3 separate regions of the Mus musculus genome follow, and all the other regions are linked to region 3. The links are chromatin contacts, called in public HiChIP or PLAC-seq maps. All regions are on one chromosome and are shown on one strand. The core of a region is the stretch at or near the end of the contact, and the rest is flanking DNA. Distances in the headings are between cores, read along the strand shown.

Region 1 (4,545 bases), core at 1,427-3,926, 560 kb before region 3:
GTTTTTTCGAGACAGGGTTTCTCTGTGTAGCCCTGGCTGTCCTGGAGCTCACTTTGTAGACCAGGCTGGCCTCGAACTCAGAAATCCGCCTGCCTCTTGCCTCCCGAGTGCTGGGGTTAAAGGCGTGCGCCACCACGCCCGGCTCGAAAATTTTATTTATTTTGTCTTACATGTATGACTATCTTGACAGTGTGCATGTATATGCACCATGTTCCTGCCTTGACCCCTCAGAGGTTAGAAGAGGGCGCTGGACTCCTTAGAAATCGAGGTATGGATGGTTCTGAGCCACTGTGTGGGTGCTGAGAACCAAACCCAGGTCCTCTCAAGAGCAGCCAGTGCTCTTAACCACTGAGCCAGCTCTCAAGCCCTAAAGCTGGGTTCTCAAAGCTGAGTAAGGATAGTAAGACAAAAAGGAAAGCCTCAACTAGACACACCTAAGAGTGAGAGGCTCAACTTCCACACTCAGGCCCTAACAAGGAGGAGCCACACCGAGTACTGGGCAGTGCCAGGACCAGAGGTCGTGGCAGGCAGTTTGGGGGATCCCTGAGCTACAAACACTGGAAGTACACTCCCTGAGACCAGTGACCTTGTGAAAACTTGCAAAAGTCAAGAGACTGTGACTGGTGTTTATCAAAAAAATCAAAGAGCAACTTTGGGAATAGAAAGTGTTTGCTTGCAAGCATGCACGTCCATGCCTGTAAACCCAGGGCTGAGTGTGGCTGTGTGTGTCTTTAATCCCAACACTTAGGACGAAGAGGCAGGTAGATTTTTGAGAGTTCAAGGCCATTCACTGATCAATAGTTTATTCCAGGCTAGCTAGAAAACCATGACAGACAGACAGACGATGGTGGAATACTCTGGTAGAGGACTAGTTCTGTTCCCAGCATGCACACTGGGTGGTTCACAACCATCTGTACCAACGGCTCTGTTACATCCAGTGCCTCCAGTTTCCTTGGGTACCTGCACACACTTGCAAACACATGCACTGACCCCCCAACACATTACACATCACCCAAAATGAGATATTTTCAAACAACGGCAACAAAAAGTGGCTGGGTGGTGGTGGCACATACCTTTGATCCCAGCACTCAGGAGGCAGAGGTAGGCAGGTCTCTGAGTTCTAGGCCAGTCTGGTCTACAGAGTGAATTTCAGGACAGGCAGGGGTTGCACAGAGAAAGCCCATCTCAAAAAGAATAAAAAAAAGGGGGGGGAGGGAGAAAAAAAGGTGGAAAGCGACTGCAGAGGCCACCAGATGGTGACCTCTGGTCACCACATGCACACAAGACAAAGGTCAAAGCTAACATTTCAGAGCAGAGGTAAGTGCACGCAGAGAGAGGCAGATTTCCACTGAGTGAGGAAGAGGGGGGAAGAGATTGCCCAGTGATAGTCTAGGCTCTGAGGCCCGCCTGCTTTACATTCGTGCATCCGACCTGCACTTCGTAGCATTTATTTTTATCTCATGAGCATTTGGCTTGCATATATATAGGGATGTGTACTGCGTAGAAGCCTAGCACTGGAGGAGGCTAGAAGAGTGTCAGATCCCCTGGAACTGGAGTTACAGCGCACTGTGAGCCACCATGTGGGTGCTGGGAACTGACCCAGTCCTCCACAAGAGAAGCCAGTGCTCTTAACTGCTGAGCCGTCTCTCATGCCTTGCATTACTTTTTAAAGTTATTTTTTTACTCTTCAATGAAGATAGGGTCTCACTATATAGCCCAGGCTGGTCTTGAACATGTGGCAAGTCCTCCTGCCTCCACTTCCCAAGTGCTGCAATTACAGGCTCAAACTACCACACACAGCAAATTCCAGTTTTGATAATGGAAGCTTGCCCGACAGCCTCTCTCCAGTGCAGGTCAAAGGAATAGGCTCCTGCTGTGGTAAGCCAGTCTCTGCCGGACAGGAGACCAGCTTTATTTGTAGGACTGTGCAGAAACCCCGTGGATTGGGTAAAAAGCTCTTCTGGACCATGCTACTCCTTTTGCACCTTAAATCCTCGCTCTGAGCCAGCCTTTGGTTGGTATCAGCACTGGCTACAGACATTGGGTAAGTATATGCCTATTTTACAAGTTCAGACTGGCCAGGCATGGGGGCACAAGCCTTTGATCCCAGTGCTGGAAGTTCGAGGCCAGCCTGGTCCACAAAGTGAGTTCCAGTACACCTAGGACTATTACAGGGAGAACTCCTCTCTCGTAAAACCAAACAAACAAACAAAATACAAAACAGATTCACACTTTGGTCTTGGAGCACAGATCATTCTCAGGTGATCTCCATTTCATTTCCATTGACCTCTGTTTGGCCCCATTGTTTTTTCCAGGGAACCATGGCAACAGCCTTTCTCAGGCACTGCCGACCCCCCCACTCCCCCCACCCCCAGCTCCAACTCTTTCTCTTCACCTTCCCATCCCGAACCCACCCAAATGCCAGGAACTCTGATGTTCCAGAAACTCCTGGATGCCCACAGGATTCTAGGAAGCAGAGCCTGGCCAGTTCTGTCCCTGTCCCCGTCTCTCGTGACATTCACTTCCTCTGGCGGCTCCCCTGCCTGCCCTTTCCCCTTGCTTCTCTCTTCTTTGTACTTCCAAACAACTTCCTTTTCCTTGATAACACACACCACCTCGAGTGACTCATAATTAGTCATGTCTATCCCTGGACTCCCAGCCTCCAGGAGACGAGGACCAGGCTTTGTCTATTTTTATCCCTTCCCATCTCCCCCGGGGCCAGCTGTGGCATCCTGCGTCAGTACGCTAAGCCACCATTTCTTGACGCTAGGTTCTGTCAAGGCACCTGGCTGGTGCTGGAGGTAGCGGATGCTCTACAAAGGCTGGTGACTGGTCCTCATTAACAGGGCGTCACTCACAAAGTGTTCTCTAGACTTAGGATGTTCAGACAAAGATGTCCTCCCCTGCATGGGTGTGTGCAACTGAGGAAGCACTTAGGCTCATGGGTGGCAGTCTGAGAGAAGCAATGAATGAATCTCTCAACATTACTGTTTTTACCCCTCCCCCAAAAAACGGCGGCAAGGGGAGCACAATGGTTAGGGGGAGAGATGATTGCTCACCAGGCCTACACCAGGCTTGAGTTTGATCCCTGGGACCTACAAGGTGGGAGACAACCTGAGACTTCCACAGTAGTCCTCAGACTTCCACATGCTTGCTCCGATGGTTAAACCCCCACACATACAGCAAATAGATACATAAATGACTGTTTTTAATTGAGTCACGTCTTAGTCTTATATTATCCCAACTAGCATGCTTCTCCTTGTTCCCTCCTCGTATAACTGCTTTAAACACAAATAAAATAAAAACAAACAACAAAAATAGGGGGTCTCACTCTGTAAGCTCAGGCTGGTCTCCAACTCTTTTTTTTTGTTTTTGTTTTCTTTTGTTTTTTGAGACAGGGCTTCTCTGTGTAGCCATGGCTGTCCTGGAACTCACTCTGTAGACCAGGCTAACCTAGAACTCTAAAATCTGCCTGCCTCCGCCTCCCAAGTGCTGGGACTAAAGGCATGCGCCACCACTGCCCAGCTGTAATCCTCCTGCCTCAGCCTCCAAAATACTGGGATTTCAAGTGTGAGCCACCACCTGGCCTAATTGTGGGAAAAGAGAACTCTGAGCGTTCCTCCTCAGGGTCCATGTACCTCGGGTGGGTTTTATTTTGTAACTATACAGGTGTGTGTGAACTTGCTTGAGTGTGTGTGTTTGTATGCATGGATGCCCCAATTGTGTAAGTACTCACAGGTGTGTAGAGGCTAGAGGACACTCTCATGTGTTCTTTCTCATTGGCTCTCTACCTTGCTCTTTAAGATGGGACTTCCCAGAGGCAGGGACTCTGCAGTAGGCTAGGCCAGTCGGCCAGCAAGGTCTAGTCGTGCCTTCCCAGTGCTGGGATTATAAATGTGGATTATAAATATTGGTTCTAAAAAGCAAGCTCACGTCTTCATGCTTGCAATAGCAAACACTCTACTGACTTAGCTCTCCTACTCCAACAGACACTTACAAATAAATAAATGTGATAAAAATTTTAAAACATGAGGGCTGGAGAGAGAGCTCAGAGGTTAAGAGCATTGGCGGCTCTTCCACATGTCTTGAGTTCAATCCCCAGCAACCACATGGTGGCTCACAACCATCTATAATGAGATCTGGCGCCCTCTTCTGGCCTGCAGGTACAGGTGTACATGCACGCAGAAGTCTACATAAATAAATAAAAGTAAAGATCTTTATAAAAAAATTTAAACACAAAAGGAAGTTGTGATGGCTGTTGTTCTCAACTTGACTACACCTGGAATTAACTAAAACCTGAGAGGCTGGGCACCCCTGTGAGGGCTTTTATTTATTTATTTATTTTGGCTTTACGGGTTTCTCTGGGTAGCCCTGGCTGTCCTGGAACTCACTTTGTAGACCAGGCTGGCCTCAAACTCAGAAATCTGCCTGCCTCTGCTTCCCAAGTGCTGGGATTAAAGGCGTGTGCCCGGCGGATTTTTTTTTTTCCCTTACTTAAGCCATCTGAGGTGTGAAGATACATTTTTAATCCGGATCTTTTAAGGT
Region 2 (4,045 bases), core at 573-3,072, 660 kb before region 3:
CAGAGAGCGATGTGGGCAAGGACAAGGGAGTTCCCAGGAGACAACGTAGCATCTGAGAGAGTGAGAAGGGAGCTGTGTCAGAACCCTTAAACCAGAGGGCTGTGTGGAGGGACTGCTGCCGATGAGACCCTGAGGAGGGGAAACAGAATGAAATCTGTTGAAGCTATCTCTTCTCTCCTCCTGCTACTCTCTCCCAGCCTGACCAGGCCCAGAAACTAGAAGGCCAGGGAGCCTGCTGCACTGACTCTGTCAGGTCCAGGAAGTTGGATGAACATGCAGAGACAGCTGCAGGGGCTACAGGAGAGATCACTGGGGACCCTCAATAATGGCCTCCAGGCACTGGCTGTCCTTCCAGAAGACCAGAGAATTCAAAGCCCAACACCGACATGATAGCAGAACTAAGGGTTCAGTTGCTCTCTTCTGGCCTTTAGCAGTACTGCATGCATGTAGTACACAGACATAGATGCACATAATAAAATTAAAGGGGGGCCCGGGCAGTAGTGGCACCCGCCTTTAATTCCAGCACTTGGGAGGCAGAGGCAGGTGGATTTCTGAGTTCGAGGCCAGCCTGGTCTACAGAGTGAGTTCCAGGACAGCCAGGGCTACACAGAGAAACCCTGTCTTGAAAAACAAAACAGAAAAGGAAAGGAAAGGAAAGGAAAGGAAAGGAAAGGAAAGGAAAGGAAAGGAAAGGAAAGGAAGCCCTAAGAGGTTCAGCATTACATGAGGAAAAGTGTGCCAGAGGGGCTGCAGACAGAGCTCTCAGTTAGTAGAGTGCTTGGCTAATACATATAAACTCCTGTGCTCCATTCCCGGCACCATACAATACAATTCAATTCCCAGCACATACTGGACATGGACCCCTGTAATCCCAGCACTGCGGAGGTGGAGGGCCAGGAGTTCAAAGCCGCGGTTGGGAATGGTCAGCAGTTAGTGCCTGCCGTGCAGGTGTGAGGGTCAGAATTTGAATGCCCACAAACCCAGATAAATGCCAGCTGGATGCGGCGGTCTGCCTACTTCTGCCCTTCGAAGGCAAGGATCCGAAGTCAGACGCGTGCATACGCGCGCGCACGCACACACACACAGACTATATTGTGAGTTCAAGTTCAAGGTCAGCTTTGGCTACAGGAGACCTTGAAAACATGAGAACGGGGATAAAAATTCAATAGCCCTACCTGCTGAGCCATCTTACCCACTTTTTGGGTTTCATGGGGTTGTTTCCGGTGAAGGGTAAACATGCTGTGTGCTTTTAACATTATGCAAAGTATGCTTTACTTACTGATTTCTTGATCTGTGCCAGATCAAGCTGTTTATTATATACTTACATGTTTCAGTGTGTAACTCGGCTGGCTCTATGGCCCGAGCATATGGTGTTACAAGCATGAGCCACTGCATCCTGTCAGGATAGCTTTGATACAGAAATCTGAACAGCATTGGGAGGTGTAGCGCAGCAGACATTGGGAGATGACGAATCCTTGGCTCAAACCAAAATTGACTACAAATCCCAAACAACACATAACCCAAACCCAAACAACAACAACAAAAACCAGGGATTTGATCCTTAGTACCACAATTAACAAATGTGACGAGCGCTTGCTTGCTTGCTTGGAAAAGCATACAGAATCACGCTCTGGACTGTAGCGCGAGACTCAAACTACCAAGACGACCCTCCCGGCCCTGAGCGCGCAGCCTGCGTCCGCATCTACACGTGCCAAAGGGAAGTGCTTTTGTACAGCCACGCCTCCTCACACTTGTCTCACTGGGTGCAAAAACTTCACTTTTTGGCTCGTTCCCCCACCCCACCCCGCCCGCTCCTCACCCACCGCAGCACATCTCATGTTGTGGAATGAGAGCTGGAGGTTAACCCAGGCTGCAGCTTCTGCACAAATAGCCCGGGTCTTGGAAGGTCTACCCTGGGCTAAGTTACTAAGCTCCCCTCTACTTTTCACGAAGTGGTTGCTCCCACTCCACCCGGAAGTGCTTACAGCCGGATCCGGGGGATGAGCTGGTGGCAGGACATGGACCAGCGTGGCGGTGTCTCCAGTCCGAGCGGTGCACTGGCGTCTGCCGAGCCAGCTCCTGCCTCGGTGACCCTGGCGGAGCTCCTGCACCTGGTACAGAAGGGCCAGGAGGTCCCGGGCCTGGAGAAACGCCACATCACTGCGACCCACGGTGAACCCACCGCGTCTCTGCTCCCTCGGAGGCCCAAGCCCTGGGAAGATGCGGGCTCGGCCGCCTCACCCTGCACCATCGCCCTAGACACGAGGACGCAGCCTCCGACCATCGAGGAGCGATCCCGGGGCAGTCCAGCCGCCCAACTCGACGGAGGCCCAAGGGTTTCCTGATGCTCGAGGTGTTTCCCGAGGGCATGACTGGGTCCTACACAAACTTGAGTCTGGACACTTGCCACCTGTGGGACTCAATGTTGCCTAGTAATTTTGTTTTTGGATGCCAAATTTCAACTTCATACTGTGTCCTAGTCCATTTGTGTAACGGAAATAAGTTTCCCTTGTCACTGTAGGACAGCACAACCTCCTGGACCCGCTTGTTCTGATGATACCGATAAACCGATATCCAAAAGGCATTTCTAACTTGGCAGTCGTTTGGGTTTGATGAAAAGGTTCCTTCCCAGAGTGATACATAGAAACCCTGGTTCTTGGAGTTGGGGGACTGGAGAGAGGGCTCGGTGCTCTTCCAGAGGATCAAGGTTCAATTTCCAGCAAACATGGTGACTCACATTTTAATGGGATCTGACGCCCTCTTCTGTTGTCAGTGTGCTTGGCCACATAACTAAATCTTAAAAAACCCTGACTCTTGGGAGCAACTAAGGTAGTGCGAGCAGAGGCAGTTTGGTAGTTGGTACCCCCATAGGAGTTGGCTTTCTCCTCCCACCATGCACCAGACCCCCCCCCCCCCCCCCCCCCCCCCGGTTAAGCTCTGGCTTGGCAGCAGGTGCCTTACCCAGATTCATCTCCAAGGCTGAAACTAGTAGTTGGGAATTAAGCCCTGGGTTTCTGAGGGAGCATTCTTTCCTCCCCGCAGGACTTGTGAAACGGTGCCAGATGCCCAGGGGACTGGGCGAACGGCTCTTTTTAAAGATTTATTTATTTTATGTAAGTACACTGTAGCTGTCTTCAGATACACCAGAAGAGGGCGTCAGATCTCATTACAGATGGTTGTGAGCCACCATGTGGTACCACTGAGCCAACTCTCCAGCCCCTGGGCGAACGGCTCTTAACCACTGAGCCCACCTTGGGCCCCCTCGAGTGTTTTTGGAGTCGGGGTCGTTAATACATCGATCTTTGTCTGCCTTCATAGTGACACCAAGCTTGCCAGCAGTCCTTCTTTCTAAATAGGCTCGGTGGCTACTTCTCCATAGGCCCCAATGGCAGTATACTAGCTGCCAGAATGTCTATCCATGTAGTCAAGGTCCTAATAGACCTGGGTCATCTCCAGCAACATGGACAACCCCACTTGTTTCTTGAGTCTCTGTAACCCTGGCTGGCCTCAGGCTCACAATAAGCCATCGCCTTTGGGGCTGGAGGCACAAGCCAAGTGCACCTGCTTTCTCAGAGGGCCTAGAATTGGTCCCAGCATCCACCTCTGAGCCTTCATTTGCCAGTAATTCTAGCTCCAGGGCAAGTGACACTTCCTGGCTACTTTGGCATGTACTCACACGCAAAAATCTTAAAAACAATCTTTTACTATATAGAAAAAAGCTTGTTTTAAATTCCAAGCAAGCCAGAAATGGAAGCCTTAGCTCTGCTCGCCCAGGCCTCTCTCCAATGCTACAGTGCTTCCCTACTTAGGAAGATGCAGGATTCTGCAGGATCCCAGAATGTTAAATAGCCATGCTGTTTGTCCAAGGTTGCGATGCATTTTTGGTCACCTCATTTCCCAATGATCAGTTAACACTGATCCAGGTGAAATTTAGTGGGCATTTCCTGGGTACATGTGGTTTAGGAAACAACAATCTATCACTGCATTGGTTTTTGTTTTGTTTTTTTTCTGAGACAGGGTTTCTCTGTGTAGTCCTGGCTGTCCT
Region 3 (4,308 bases), core at 743-3,242:
CCAGGGCTACACAGAGAAACCCTGCCTGGGGGAAAAAAAAAAAAAAAAAAAAAATATATATATATATATATATATATATATATATATATATATATATATAAAATTTTAATGTGTATGAGTATTTGCCTGTGTGTGTGCAGTGCACACATCTGATCCCCTGTAACCGGAACTACAGATCACTATCCACTGCCACGTGGTTGCTTGGAACTGAAAAGACAGCCAGGGCTCTTTACTTCTGAGCCATCTCCTCAGCCCCCCCAAATCTGGTTTCTAAAAATTACATTCATAGTCAGGCATGCAGTATACCTTTAATCCCAGTACTTGGGAGCAAAGGCAGGCAGATCTCTATGAATTTAAAGCCAGCTTGGTCTATATAGAAAGTTTCATGCCAGCCAGAGCTACAAAGTAACATTTTGTCTCAAAAGAATATTCCAGGAGAGAAGAATCTGGTGTCTATAAAATACCAAATTTTCTAGAGCTGTGTTCAGGGCATGACGTGGTCATTGTGTTCTGAAACAGACTACAATGTGGTTATCCATACAGGCTCAGGCCAATGAGATCAGTCAACTTTCTGATAGGCAGCACTAACTAGACCCAGTAGATTTAAAGGGGGGCGGGGAGGGATGATGAAGAGGAGAAAGGGATGGGAGGGAAGAGTGGGAGAGGGATAGCCTGCATGATATGCTCAAGACACATTGTTTATGTATGAAATTGCCAAAGACTAAATTTTATTTCATGAAATATACATTAAGATCGGGCTTGGTGGTCTGAGCATTTAATCCCAGCACTTGGGAGACAGAGTTGAGATAGTCATAAGTTCAAGTCCAGCCTGGTCTACAAATTTCAGGACAGCAATGGCTACATAATAGACAGACCCTGCCATACATAGATAGATAGATAGATAGATAGATGCATACATACATACATACATAATACATACATGTATGTATATGACATATATGGCAGGGTCTCTCTAATATACACACTATATAATGTATTAAATATATTATCTTTAATATATTAATAATATACACAATATAAATAATAAACAAGAAACAATATGAAATATATAAAATAATTATATATTGAATATGTTAAATATTTAATATATTAGTATATTAATATATATGGAGGCCTAACCATGAGGATAGTTTCTTCCTGTGTTCTCTAATGGTACAGAAACTAGCCGGGCGATGGTGGCACACGCCTTTAATCCCAGAACTTTCGAGGCAGAGGCAGGCAGATTTCTGAGTTTGAGGCCAGTCTGGTCTACAAAGTGAGTTCCAGGACAGCTAGGGCTATACAGAGGAACCCTGTCTCGAAAACAAAAACAAAACCAAAAACAAACGAACAAACAAACAAACAAAAAATGGTACAGAAATTAGCCGGGCGGTGGTGGCACAAGCCTTTAATCCCAGCACTCCTGTCTCGGAAAAACAAAAAAACAACAACAACAACAACAACAACAACAACAACAACAACAAAAAAAAAAAAAAAAGGAAAAAAAATGTGCAGAAATTTCTTAACTCTACCTGGCCTCTAACTTCCTGTGTATTCATCATTTGTATTCATCGAAGTCTCCCTCACACATGTCAGAGGGCCCACGGGATGCTCTGGGCCATGCTAGCTTGGCCAGGCAGGTACTTTTCTGGGATGCAAGTCATTTCTAAACTGTCCACCCTGATCTGCTCAGGAAGGGCTCACAGACTCAAGGAACTCGCCTTGGGCTTTTCCTGGTCCAGAAAAAAAAAAAAAAAAAAAAAAAAAGTGGGGGTGGATCGGGCGTGCCGGTAGGGAACCCGCGGCAGGGGGCGGCTCTGCTCCCCAGCAGGGCGTGGGCCGGGCGAGGTCCTCCGCGCAGCGCACGGTGCCAACAATAGGCTGTTGTGGAAGGAGGCAGGAATGTGGCCCGGGGAGTTGGGCGGCGGGGCGGGGCCGGCTCCGGGCGGCAGCCTCTTACCTGTCCAGGTAGCTCGCATTTCCAGGCGAGCGGCGGCGGCGCCCGCACCACCTGTCGCCGGGTGCGCGGGCGGGGAGCGCGGCTGGGGACCATGGCCTGCTAGTGTCCCCTGGGAAGACGCTGCGGGGTTCAGTCTGGAGCAGGACAGGCCTAGGGACGGAAGGTCCTTCCCTCGGGGACAGATCGGCCTGCAGCAGCATGAAAAAGAACCAGACCATGCAGGGCACTTTCAGCAAACTCTTTGGGAAGAAGCACGCCCACCCCTCCACCACGTCCCTCTACGCCACCAATCCACCCTGGATTTTCACCCACGAGGCCCAAGAGGAGGGAACCAGGGACTTTGGTGAGTGCACCCCGGCTGGGGGAAAAAAAAAAAAAAAAAACAAGGGAGAGTTCCCCGTGGCGCCTCTTCCCTCCTGGCTCTGGCGTCACTTGGGCGCTGGGAAAGCGGGCTGGGGCAGGGACACGTTGGAACCTGTGGACCGGCTGAGGAGATGCTGGGAAGGGGAAGGAGGCGCGGCAGCCCGAGTCAGAGAGGTGCAGGGAACCCCTGAAGTGAGGCCGCCGATCCTTGCCGCCCTCACCTGCCGTTCCCTGTCTCCCTTCATAACCTTTGGTAGGGTTTCTGTTTGTGTGGCTGTCTTTGCTGTGTCTCCTACCACATATCCGCATTCTGAGTCAGAGATCTAGACGTCTGTCCCTAGTCCTTTCCGCTTCCTCTGTCCCGCAGAGAGAGCCTGCCTCAGGTGCCCTTGCCGTTCGTTCTGTTTGAGAAAGGAAAGTCAGCGAGCAGGCCACTGTTAGCAGATTGCCAGCCATTTGCGACATCAAATTAGCTTTGTTTGGTTTGGTTGGGGGTGGGGAGGGAAGGGGGCTGAGTGTCACATGCTCTTGCCCAGGTCCTCTTGGATCTGGGTTGTCTATGGTCTCGGACTGAAGAGTCAGAGGTGGGACAGAGGAGAGTGCGGACCCTTTGAATCAAGGGTGGTGTGTCTTTGCAAACTACTGGAAATAAATTGGCCCTTCCCCAGCTCCGGCTATGGGACACTCCTATCTCTTTGTCAATCTCCAGTTTATACACTCTTAACTGGGGGGAACCCCGGGAAAATGGGGGAACGGTACTCACTTCTTGTTTTTGATCCATGCTTCTGGTGTCTGAAGTGGGAGACAGGGGTGTGTCACCAATCACTCCCTAGTTTTACCTGCCTTCCTCATCACCTTTATGGTACTTGGAGTTCTGTTCAACACCCAAATGATTACATTGGGGGCCAGGGCAAGAACAAGATGTCACCTTTCCCTGACCTAAAGATCTCTCACCAGCAGGCAAGCAAAACTAAGAGTATGCCCTCCTGCCCTTTGGGGGCCTCTGCTGGAAGACAGCCTTTAGGTGCATGAGAAAGAGAAGAGGCATTTCTGAGGGGAACCTAGCCTCAGAGTGGAGAGGGAAGGCTGTCTCTGACAGAGCACAGGTTTCAGTAATGGGGAAGAGAGCAGGACCAAGTGGGGGCGTGTCTAGGCAAAGAAGATACCAGTGCTGGCAAGTGAACCCTAAGTGTACTCTGGGATGCCCCAACACCTTCCTTGGCCTGAAGGAAGACATCAATAGCAAACTGTCACCCACCTTTCCTAGGTGCAAACTCTCCTAAAACGTTTGATCTTTGACTCACTGAGTCTCTGTCTAGTGTAAGATGCTATTATTGGCTTTCTGGATGAGGACGCCAAAGAACAGGGATGTTACAGACCTGGTCCAAGACCGCAAGATTTAAATGGTAGAGCTGCGATTTTCCCAGCGCATAGGAACAGATGCTCTTCAGTAGACACCTAACTCATGTAGCTGTCACCAGCAAGCAAGTGAGAGAATTTCCAGTACCCCAGAGTCTTGCTGGCAAGAGAGCCAACATCTGGACCCAGGCAGAGCCCGACTCTAGCAGGCTTTCTGATTTTTCTCTGGAGGAAGGGATTTGGGGGTGAATGCCTGAAAAACCAGTCCCCACCCACCACCACCACCCCTTTCTCTTCAAAGAGTCTCGGAACAGCCTCTTCACATTTCCTCCCTATTTTGTCTGGATGATCGGACTGTTGGTCGGAATCAGGCCTGGAGAGAGAAGAGGGACAGGATACCTTGTAAGCTCTTAGCAGTCTAGTCAGGGCAGGAGTCTAGGGGACAGTTCCTCCCTGTCCCCAGGGCAGGGCTGGGCCTTCAGCTGACTCAGCTTGGCTGTGCGTGCCTGGGCTGGGGTTTGGGAAGGGGTGGACATCAGCCTGGCTCTCCTGTGTTCTCCAGTGCTCCCTTGGGGTGCTCACAGGCAGGACAAACCCACCTCCTTGTTACGGAGGTTTGGGGTTGT

Evidence for each region. HiChIP or PLAC-seq counts read pairs in DNA pulled down with a chosen protein or histone mark.
Region 1: a FOXA1 HiChIP or PLAC-seq map of pancreatic cancer cells shows a contact between it and region 3. The contact joins the enhancer-like site here to the promoter of AI661453 in region 3. A contact is called at or near these places in 4 of 39 promoter capture datasets (hippocampal neurons, liver and stem cell-derived epiblast-like cells) and 1 of 115 datasets of contacts at active chromatin or transcription factors (pancreatic cancer cells).
Region 2: a contact with region 3 is called in an H3K4me3 HiChIP or PLAC-seq map of bone marrow-derived macrophages, with 4 times the contacts expected there. The contact joins the promoter of 2310039H08Rik here to the promoter of AI661453 in region 3. A contact is called at or near these places in 9 of 39 promoter capture datasets (the 3T3-L1 cell line, the HPC-7 cell line, hematopoietic stem and progenitor cells and 4 more) and 2 of 115 datasets of contacts at active chromatin or transcription factors (bone marrow-derived macrophages and pancreatic cancer cells).

Annotation. Positions count from the first base shown.
Region 1 is chr17:46,871,690-46,876,234 of GRCm38.p6, forward strand. It overlaps a transcript of Bicral not described here. Among named protein-coding and RNA genes, the nearest start is that of Tbcc, 17 kb to the right of the region's middle. Within about 2 kb of position 2,677, at least 116 of the 459 cell types and tissues checked have an H3K27ac peak or open chromatin away from gene starts, as enhancers often do. A contact at or near this core is called in liver and pancreatic cancer cells, where this site is marked.
Region 2 is chr17:46,770,813-46,774,857 of GRCm38.p6, forward strand. It overlaps 2310039H08Rik (RIKEN cDNA 2310039H08 gene), which reads left to right and starts at 1,823. Exons shown (of 1, transcript NM_025966.3): 1 at 1,823-2,595. The coding sequence starts at 2,001. The coding sequence ends at 2,345. It overlaps Rpl7l1 (ribosomal protein L7-like 1), which reads right to left. Exons shown (of 7, transcript NM_025433.3): 7 at 3,095-4,045.
Region 3 is chr17:47,434,647-47,438,954 of GRCm38.p6, forward strand. It overlaps AI661453 (expressed sequence AI661453), which reads left to right and starts at 1,993. Exons shown (of 5, transcript NM_145489.2): 1 at 1,993-2,303. The coding sequence starts at 2,159. It also overlaps a transcript of 1700001C19Rik not described here.